2 separate regions of the Mus musculus genome follow, and region 1 is linked to region 2. The links are chromatin contacts, called in public HiChIP or PLAC-seq maps. All regions are on one chromosome and are shown on one strand. The core of a region is the stretch at or near the end of the contact, and the rest is flanking DNA. Distances in the headings are between cores, read along the strand shown.

The links. HiChIP or PLAC-seq counts read pairs in DNA pulled down with a chosen protein or histone mark.
Region 1: an H3K4me3 HiChIP or PLAC-seq map of bone marrow-derived macrophages shows a contact between it and region 2, with 2.4 times the contacts expected there. The contact joins the enhancer-like site here to the promoter of Gata2 in region 2. A contact is called at or near these places in 2 of 39 promoter capture datasets (liver and trophoblast stem cells), 1 of 15 datasets of contacts at CTCF or cohesin (embryonic stem cells), 15 of 484 Hi-C or Micro-C datasets (the G1E-ER4 cell line, cerebellar granule neurons, cerebellum and 7 more), 7 of 115 datasets of contacts at active chromatin or transcription factors (bone marrow-derived macrophages, craniofacial prominence, embryonic hindbrain and 3 more) and 2 of 9 other capture datasets (adipose tissue and pancreatic islet).

The regions. Positions count from the first base shown.
Region 1 is chr6:88,304,325-88,308,976 of GRCm38.p6, reverse strand. All of the region lies in intron 4 of Eefsec (eukaryotic elongation factor, selenocysteine-tRNA-specific), which reads left to right. Among named protein-coding and RNA genes, the nearest start is that of Dnajb8, 84 kb to the right of the region's middle. Within about 2 kb of position 2,441, at least 23 of the 459 cell types and tissues checked have an H3K27ac peak or open chromatin away from gene starts, as enhancers often do. A contact at or near this core is called in bone marrow-derived macrophages, colon epithelium and uterus, where this site is marked.
Region 2 is chr6:88,197,208-88,202,152 of GRCm38.p6, reverse strand. Gata2 (GATA binding protein 2) reads right to left here and starts at 3,489. Exons shown (of 6, transcript NM_008090.5): 1 at 3,272-3,489; 2 at 2,364-2,636; 3 at 1,293-1,934. The coding sequence starts at 2,592. It overlaps Gm38708 (a long non-coding RNA gene), which reads left to right and starts at 4,770. Exons shown (of 4, transcript XR_001785312.2): 1 at 4,770-4,945.

The sequences.
Region 1 (4,652 bases), core at 1,192-3,691, 110 kb before region 2:
CATGTGAGCCCCACTAATAGCATCTGTTTTGTCCAAGATGTAGAGTGGAGCCTGTCTGCCTTGTCAGAAGCACTCTGGTCCAATGGATACCGTCTTTGCAACTAGGTGTGAGTGGGTTAGAACCCCTGTCAGCCGCTTTCCACCAAGTGGTCTAGGGTAATGACTTGGCTTTGGTTTCTGTTTGTCAAATGGTGGTAAAGGCTAGAGGGTAATAGCAGGGCCTGGCTTCCCTGTAGGGCATTGGACTGAGGAAGAGACTTGTAGAGGGCTTTTGTCACCTCATACACCAGTTTTAGATAGCACATTCTTGCAGCATGCTGGGGTGGACTTTGTTTCTCTTTTAACCTAGAGTTTTTAAAAACCTTTATTCCAGTTGTCAAAGCTATGCATGCTTACTTTAAGAAATTGTTAGGAAGTATAAGGAAACCAGAAAAGACAACACACACACACACACACACACACACACACACACACACACACACACACACGCACGCACGCACGCACGCACGCACGTACACGCACACCACACTTACTTACAGGGAAGCATCTCTCCATGCTAACACAATTTCCTAGTATAAGTGACATTTTATTCTCTGTCCTGTTTATCTGTCTCTCTGTTGCTTGGGTGTCTCCATCTTTTGGTGATCATAAACAGTGAGGTAAATTTTAGTGAGCCATCATCCTTGCCTTTTGGAAAGTTTCTAAGAGGTAGGGTGCTTGGGCATCAAATGGAGGCATAGTGAGAACTTTGCAGAGGGGTTGGGCCAATGTTATCCCTGATGGAGACAGGAGACCCAGGATTTTGTCTCCTGGTGACTGCAACGAGGAGCATGCCCCTGTTGCAGGGCACATTGGTGCAGCGACAGTCCATACATATTTGGGTTGAGTGCCCAATTCTTGGACCTGGACTGAGTGTTCTCTGCTGGCGTGCTGACCAGAGGAACCCTGCTTGCGGTAAAGCGGTATTTCCATTATCTGGACATTGGTGGACAGATGACACTTTCTTTTATCCACTTAAAAGAAAACATGGGGCTGAGTATGAATCTGTCCTAGACCTACAAGTCACCTTTCATAGCAGTCGGGGTGTGACTGCTCTCAGGAGGCCCAATAGTGTCAGCCAATGAGACAAATAAAGACATTGTCTTGTTGCTCCTTCTGTTTCTCTGTCTTCATCACCCCGTTTTCACTTCAGCTCCTGTCATTGACCTAGATCCACCAAGGAGTGGGCCTGGGTTCTCCTGCCTGGGCTTGTTGTGTATGGTCAAGATGGATGCTAGCAGTGGGATGCGCTGGGAGACACTACTCCCTCCAACTGTGTTGTGTCATGGTATCTGCTCCATCAGTCAAGCCTAGTGGATTACTAAGCACAAATGCCAGAGAAGAGATGAGGCCAGTGCTGCCCAGTGCTCCCATCTGCACAGGGAGACCACCAATTTCGGTATGCCACACCTTGTGCCACAGACTCTAAGGTCAAGGCAGGAGGCATGAGCACCAGTGTGGTAAGCAGTGCAGCCTCTCAGCTACAGGGAGGCTGTGGGATGATGGTGTAGAGGACAGAGGAGGGCTTGACCCTGCCAGGACACAGGCCTGGGACACGTTGTAACCATGCATGGTGTGAATGTCTGATGCCTGGTTGTGACACTTGCAGCCTGTATGGCAGGGGAACTGGAGTCTGGGAGACTCATGGGAGTGCGCTTAATGCTGGACTTTGATGAAGAACAGGATAGTCCAAGAACTGGGGGACCCCTCCTGTCCACCTAAGATTAAAACCCACATGTTGTTCCTCACCAAGGCCCAGGGATCCAGATGTGGCCACCCTTGCTGTTCCATTATGCAGTGGGCCTCTAGCCACCAAGAGGACAGCTGGTCTCCTCAGCTTGCCTTGTATGGATTCCATACTCCAAACCCAGCAGTCACTTAAAAACAAAGCACAGTTTCATGGAAGACATAAGAATCTAATGTTGATGTAATTCAGTTTAAAGTTTTATGGGATGACAAATACTAGGAGTGGCTTGGAGGAGGAAGAAGGCTTCCTGGAAGGCCCCTTGTCACTTTTACAGTTCCCCTTTGTTATAGCCACGGGGGAAGGCTAATGGGAAGAGTGAATTTGTGAAGTTGACATGGAGGGCCATGAAATGTGCCATCCCAGAGGTCAGGGATCAGTGCCCTGCAAAGTAAATGTATTCATTTTAGGAGCTGGTGTCCAGCATGGAGCAGCATGTCCCAGGAGGCAGCAGTACAAAGGCATAGTAGAAGTTACAGCTCTTGAAAGGGTCTCCTGAGGTGGATGTTGGAGTCATTTGTATATGGAGTGAGGAGGGTAGAGAGAGCTGAGCAGAGGAGGAGAATTGTTGTGGGCCCAGATAATAATAGCCAGTGCTCAAAGACCTGGCGCCCAGTGAAACTGAAACCAATCCGAGTGAGCAAAGTAGAGATGGAGCTTGGCCTGGCAGACAGGCTGAAGACCAACTGCTGCTTCCTCTGGTCTTACAGGAGGTAATGTTCCTCTTCCTCTAAGCATGGGACTCCCTGGCTCCCTCCCAGGGGACAACTAGTCTTTTATTTAAGATCTGATGGAATTTTTGCATGAAGTAGATCCCTCTAGTTAACATATCCTCTAGTTTTGTGGAGGGCCCTGGAAGAGAGAACCTAAGCCAGGTGAAAGAGTAGCCTCCACTCTCAAGAGCTTCTAGAAAAGTCCTTGGCCTCGTGCCCAGAGGCTATATGAAGCAGGGAGGGCATATTATGCACAGGCCTTCTCACCTGTCCTTCCCTTCCGTAAAGACTGAATCTGGCTCAGGAGTGCATATTCACAGAACACTGTTCTCATGTGGGTTGGTTTGTTTTTAAGCAGTTTTTATGTGTGGTACTTGGGAGTAGGACAAATGAGAAGCCTTCTGGACAGGCTTGTCCCTGGTGATGGGGTGACACATTAAGACAGCAGCAAACACTGAGTTTATCTATCAGCCTAGTAAGAGCAGCAGACCTGCAGCCCCAGGTCAGTATGTAGGAGAGAGACTTCCTTGCATTGTTGATAGGACTATAGCTGACCACTGCCAAGAGCAGTCTATGAGACCTGATAAAATCAGAAGCATACCCACTGTGCTAGAGAAACTGTGTGTGTGCAAGCTGAGGCTTGTTCATGGCAGAAGCTAGTAACCCTCATGAACATCTATGGTGGGAATAAGTGATTTGGTGGGGAGTTGGCTCAGTGCATACAGAGCTTGTAGACCTGAGTTCTGATTCCCATATACACACTGCTTGTGGCAGTGCATGTCTGTAGCTCTAGCTCCAGCTCCAGCTTCCTGAGGCTGGCAACCATTTAGCTGAATCGGTCAGCTTCAGGTTCAGTGAGAAACTGTCTTACATAAAGTGAAAAGCATTGAGGAAGACATATGATATTGACCTCTGACTTCTACAAGTGTATACCATGAACACCAAGAGAGCATATATAGATACATGCTGTTATTGTGTGTGCCCGATATGAATAGATGTCAGAAATATAATGTCAAAGAAAGAGGGTCAGTAGTAGAGTTAAACTGTGATGTCATGCCATCATATACTAACAAGTGTGTCTACTACTCAGAAACACATACATGGATGTAAATATATAAAACAGGACACAGTGAATTCATGAGGATAGTTGCTACAGGACAGTCAGGAGGGGGAATAGGATTGGGATTTTAGTCAGCTCCTGGCAGAGGAATGCAGGTGATATCACTTGATTCTCTATGGTTTTGATTGGCTTTAATTTCTCTAAAACTAACTGGTTAGAATAAATGCCCCAAACTGACCTGCATTTTGCTTCTCAGCAAGGAGCCATCAGGGAGGCCCTGGTATCCCCCGGAGGCTCATATGTGCTGTCCTCACACAGAGCCCTGAGTTTGCCTTTGTGTGTGTGTGTGTGTGTATGTGTGTGTGTGTGTGTGTGTGTGTGTGTGTGTGTGTGTGTGTGTGATGCGATTAAATGCATTAGAGGGAGGAAAATGTCTTATCTGTGCACAGCCTTGCTCAAAGAAGAGGGAGAAATAAGAGCAGCCAAATTGAAACCTTATTAAACAAAATGGGTTAGGTCTGATGGAGCCCAACCTAGACTGATCTTTAAAAGCTTATTTCATTTTTTCCCCTCTCGTCTGAGCCTCTTTGAATTGAAGTAACTGATCCTGCTGTTGTAAGCTCATTAGCGTCAGACCTGTGTGTCTCTTTTCTGCCCCGATTTACATTTTATTAAGTCACAGCAAAGTTGTGCTTGACCTCGGCCAAGGCACAGGCTCATTAACAGTGAGATTGGGTAGTCAGTCCAGTCTCCTCATAGCTGGTACCACCTCTCCAGAATCTACAGCATGTCGCAAAGTATGTTCAGCTCTGTCTGTCAGCTTCACAAGCACCTGTGGACTATGCAGAAATCTGGAGGGCTGCTCCTCAAAAGAGCATGCTAAGTTGGACTCAACTGGCAAGGGCTACCAGGGCTTAAAGCCCTCTGCATGGTGTTGCACCTCATCCTAGTCATAGTTCTGGTACTAGTTTCTAACCTTGGCAGGCCTCAGGTTCCTGACCTATGTAGTGAGACCACCATTAGCAAGCTGGAAGACTATTCCATGAGAGTTGCATGAAATACATCTGAAATTCCTTTATCTGCACACCAGCTGATG
Region 2 (4,945 bases), core at 2,240-4,739:
GCACAGGCTACTGTCCCTCGCTCAGCTCAGGCCACAGTTGTCCAGGATTGGGGTCTGGGGGAGCCTCTCTGCTGCTCTATCACTTTGCCCAACTGAGCCAGCATCTCTAAGTCTTTTTCTCATCTCTCCCATCAGCCCCTCGCTGTCTTTATGCTCCGGCTAAGGCCAGGAAACCTTTTCTCTTCCTCCAGTTGGGCTCCCTTTCAGCCAAACTCCTAGAATTCAATGATCAAAGTTGTTTCTAAAATGAAATAAATAAGTTCTTTCACTTTAGGCTAGGTGGCCTTATTTTCTGTTGTTGTTTTTGGCCATCTGGAGCTTAAATAGAATACAAAACAAACACGGAAGAGAGGGCTACAAACAGGCCAAGACTTTGCAAAAAAGGGCAAAGTCTCTGGTCTTAGTAGAGCAGGAGACAAGAGTCAAGTTGGGGCTGGAGTTCAGCGGAGCGAGGGCTTAGTAGCTCAGTACCATGGAAATTCTTCCTGATCTAGTTGGAACTAAGTCACCTATGAGAAGTTGGTTCTTCAACTCAGAAATAAACTTTGGAGGAAGCCTTCCCCCCTCCCTTGCTAAAAGCTATGGGAAGGAGCCTCGGAGCCACGGGTTATTGCCTGAGGGCCATATGGCTGGACAAACCTAGCTGGATCCAGCTGCAGCTGGCAAAGGGGTGCAGGCACCCGCACAGGTTCTCACTCCTACCCCCAGGGAGAGGGATCAGGGTCACTAGGATGCAAGCAGGCCTTGGGAATTTTGCTTTGGGGAAATCTCCAAGGAGATCTGGAGCCGCTGCAATCCTAAAACTGGACTAGCAGAGTTGGAGAACCAGATTCCTCTAGGGCCTAGATCTCTGCAGTGCCCACGGCATGCACACACGCTCACAGACACACGTACACATAAGTACACACTGACTCCTTCCCTCACCTACAGCCTCCATTCTCCCCCACGCCCAGTCACGAGGCTGCTCGGTCTCAGCTGAACGTTTGGGGAGGGAGACAGGGAACCTCATTCTGTGTTTTAGCTGATACTTGTCAACCTTGGAGAGGAGGCCATGAGGAGGGGTGCGGAGAGGAGCTGAACATGGGGGTTCCTAGGAGCACTTAACGGCAGGATGAAAGTTTTAGGGGTTTCTTCCTCCCCACAGGGAACTTCAAATGCCTGTGGACTATCAGAGATGACCACCACCCATTCTTAAATCAGGCGCCCTAGCATGGCCCCTCTATCAGACCACGGACCCCTTTTACAGAGGCACACCACACCCACAGGCCCTGAAGTCCCACACCTGCCTTTACCTGAGCAGGAGCGAGCCTTGCTTCTCTGCTTAGGGGTGAAGCTGGAGGCGGGGCCACCCAGGAAGCCTCCTGGATGGAAGAGACTGCTGCCATAGTCATGAGCTGCGGCGGGCACATAGGAGGGATAGGTGGGTATCGGGTGGTGTGTTGCAGGCTGGGTGCCCATGGTAGCTAGGCCCGGGCGCAGGGGACTGCCGCCTTCCATCTTCATGCTCTCGGAGAGTGACACTTGGTACTTGACGCCATCCTTGTCCTCACCCCGGGCTACACTACCCCCTGCAGAAGAAGAGGCCGGGGAAGCAGCTCCTGTTGTGCTGGGGTCTGGAGACACTTCTTTGGGTGGCGTGGGTGGGAAGCCGAAGAGATGGGAGCCCGAGTGGGCTGCAGTGGGGGTGAGGGAGGCCACGGAGCTCCCACTGCCTCCCCCGCTCCCACCCGCAGCCCCTGGGTAAACAGACAGAGGCCCTCCGGGTGCTCCAGCAGCTGAGGGGTGCAGCGGGGTCTTGGAGAACGGGCTGACGGTCCAGGGACTGTGGTGATGGGCAGCGGCGGCAGAGAGAGCTGCTTTGCCCCCGTCCAGCCACGGCAAGCCTGGGCTGTGCAACAAGTGTGGTCGGCACATCTGGCCTCCGGTGAGACGGGCTGTGCAGAGGGAAAGGGGGTGAGGATGACCAGGGGCTTCAGAGCCATGACCCGGGCACACAGGATCACAACTCAGCGAACTACCATCAGCAGCCCCACCCTTTAAAACATCAGAAACGTAACACCTCAGCCTGTAATCATCAGCAATGTCAGTGAAAGGCCGAAGGACAAGTGACACAGCAGCCCCACCGGACAGGGCCCAGAAGGATTCCCCCACCCCCACCCCCGCCAAGACACTTGGAAATGGACCGAAACCCTACAGGTCCCAGACCCTCCCTAAGAAGTCCCTGCCTCCATCTTCTTAGGCCCGATTTCGCAGCTGCTCAGATTCCTGTGGATCCCACATCCGGGAAGCAGCAACAGGCCGTCCCCCCTCCAAGGCCTGGCCCGGGCGCCAGGCTTCCAGAAACCTCGGGGGCCAAAGCTCACCATGCGCCGGGCTGTAGGAAACGCGCGCGCGCGCGTGGGCCGGGTTGGCGTAGTAAGGGTTGCCCTGCGAGTCGAGATGGTTGAAGAAGACATCCACCTCGTCGGGAGGCAGCAGCTGTGCTGGCTCCATGTAGTTATGCGCCAGGCCCGGATGGTGCGAGTCGGGGTGCTGCGCATTCAATACGGCGGGGTGCGCCATCCAGCGAGGCTGCTCAGGCGCCACCTCCATGGTCCACTACTGTGTCTTGGGAACCAGGCGAAGGTGGGGCGGCCCTGGATAACAGAGGGAATGTGAAGGACACTGCCGCCTTCTGACACCCCCATTCCCAAAGTCTGTGTCTTGAGAGCAAAGACGTTCCATCGGAGCTTCACTGAGGACCAGTCCCGGGTGGAAGGAAAGCGCAAGGTTTAAAACGAAAGGAAGGTGAAGGAAGGGGTTCAGCCTCATACACTTGCAGGGAAACTCGCGTTCCCACAGACGCAACTCCACATACACGAGGTCACACACACGGATAGGTCCTGACATCGGTGACCCCCCCAAAACGCACGCGGAACTGAAATCAGGTTCTCACACCGTGCCCCTGTCCTCTGGGCACACAAACACATAAACTCTGACTAAAAGTTAGAGACAGTTGCCTAGACATCCACTCTGGGGCACACGCTCTCCCACGCCCCCGTAACACTTTGACAATATATACACAAACTAACCCCCAACACCCCGGGCCACCCCAAAAAACGCACCCGCAGTTCCTGGGGCTGCGAGCCGGTCCCCAATGCACTCTCTAGCAGTCAGCCAACCTCTCCCCAAAGCATAAGAACGTAATCGCCCACAGGAGATCCTGGTCTGAGCTCCACAGAGATCCCTCCAACCTAGGAATGTCCACAAGCCCCCTGAACCTCAAACTTACACTCGCAGCGGCGCGGGAAGGGGAGGGCTCAGCAGTAGAGAGTAAGAGACACCAGGAGAGCCCGGGTACGGCGGGCCCAGCGACAGCGCGTTCCAGGGCCGGCGGATTCACGGGATAGGGGTGGGGGACAGCGCGCGTCTCGGCCTCCGGCCCGCCCGGCTCCGGCCCCTCTGCATCCTCCGGCCGCCCTGGCGCCAGCTGCCGACTCCTGCACAGACGTGAAGCGGGGGCCGCGCACGCCTATGAAGCCGGCGCCAGCCAATCAGCGCCGCGCGCCGCCCAGCCTCCGCCCCCCCATTGGCTGCTCCCGCCGCTTTGGCCGCTGGACTTCGGGAATGACCCGCAAGCTGGCCTCCTAGGCTGCCTGGCCCCCTACCAGCGCCCTCTCTGCGGCCTCTGATGCCAACGCCCCCCCCCCCCAGGGGACCTTCGCCGTGGGCAGACCCTGCACCCCTCCGGCAGACGCTCAGGTCTTCCAACCTCTGCCCTCCCAGCAACTAGGCACGAATAGGGTCCCTGACTTCCCAGGAGCCGAGACGTGCACCTTCTGGGTATCTCTCTGCTGGGACCACAGCTTTCTACTCTCGGGCGGAGCCCCACCTCCACTGCTACGGACGACGGCCAGCCCAAATCCAACTGACTCCCCAAACTCTCTGTCCTTCTATCAGGGATAGCTGTGCAAGAGGCTGGTAGGATCCGCTGGACAACATGAGTCTAGGGATTGTGGACTTCTCTAGGGCACCCGAACTTTGAGCACTAAGACACTTGAGGCTGTGCTAGACCAATAATGGTCGCGGTCAAGCCAGTGGCCCAGGGAGGGGGAAGGGCTCCGGGCGGGGCCTTAGTAGACCACCAGGCTGAACTGCCTGGGGCGAGGCCGTGGAGCGGGAAACTGGCGCCAGAGTCGGCTGAAGGGAGACTCCCGGGGTATTAACCATATATATTTTTTCTTTCTAAGGGTCCCCGAGACGGTCTTTAGGGAGAGGGAAGCAATGTTGTGAGCACTTTTTCCCCAAAGTCACCTGGAGTTTTTCTCCACAACACCTCCATTCTGGAGAGACAAGTGAGTTCAGTGGCGAGTATACAAACCTAGCTCCCTCCCTGGCTATAGATGGGAGACCTAAACTCCAAGAGTCCAGAAAGAAGCTTGTGAGTCCAAGACTTTTAGGGGAATCTAGACAGGTGCGATGGATTGGCCAAGCTTGGAGCCCTCCACATAGCTCCTCTATCTTTGCAGGGACCGAAACCCCTAAAGAATAATTCCAGAGGAGTCCCAGGTTGGTCCCGAGCTGGGGAAAGGCTGGGGTCCCCGCCGCCCCCAAGGATGGGGGAGGGGCGGCAGGATTGACAGTCCGTAATTGGGTAACTGGAGGCGGCTTCTCCGGCCCGGCGGCCCCGCCACCGCGACGCCGGGCCCCTGACGTCACCCGATTCGCCAGGAAATGAACTTTTTAATAATCCAAGGAGGGTGGAAAGCCCTCGGTCCCCTCGGCTCGGGGGGCGCCCAGCCAGGAGGGCTCAGCTTCTCGGGCGCGCCCCCGTCACCCCCTCCCAGGTCCTCTGCGGACAGCGCTGAGGGGGCGCGCGCACGGCAGGGCCTCCTCTGGCCTCTGCGGCTGGCGTCCATCTGTCTGTCCGAGGCCCTGGAACAGGTAAAGGCCTGGGGCCCGGGGT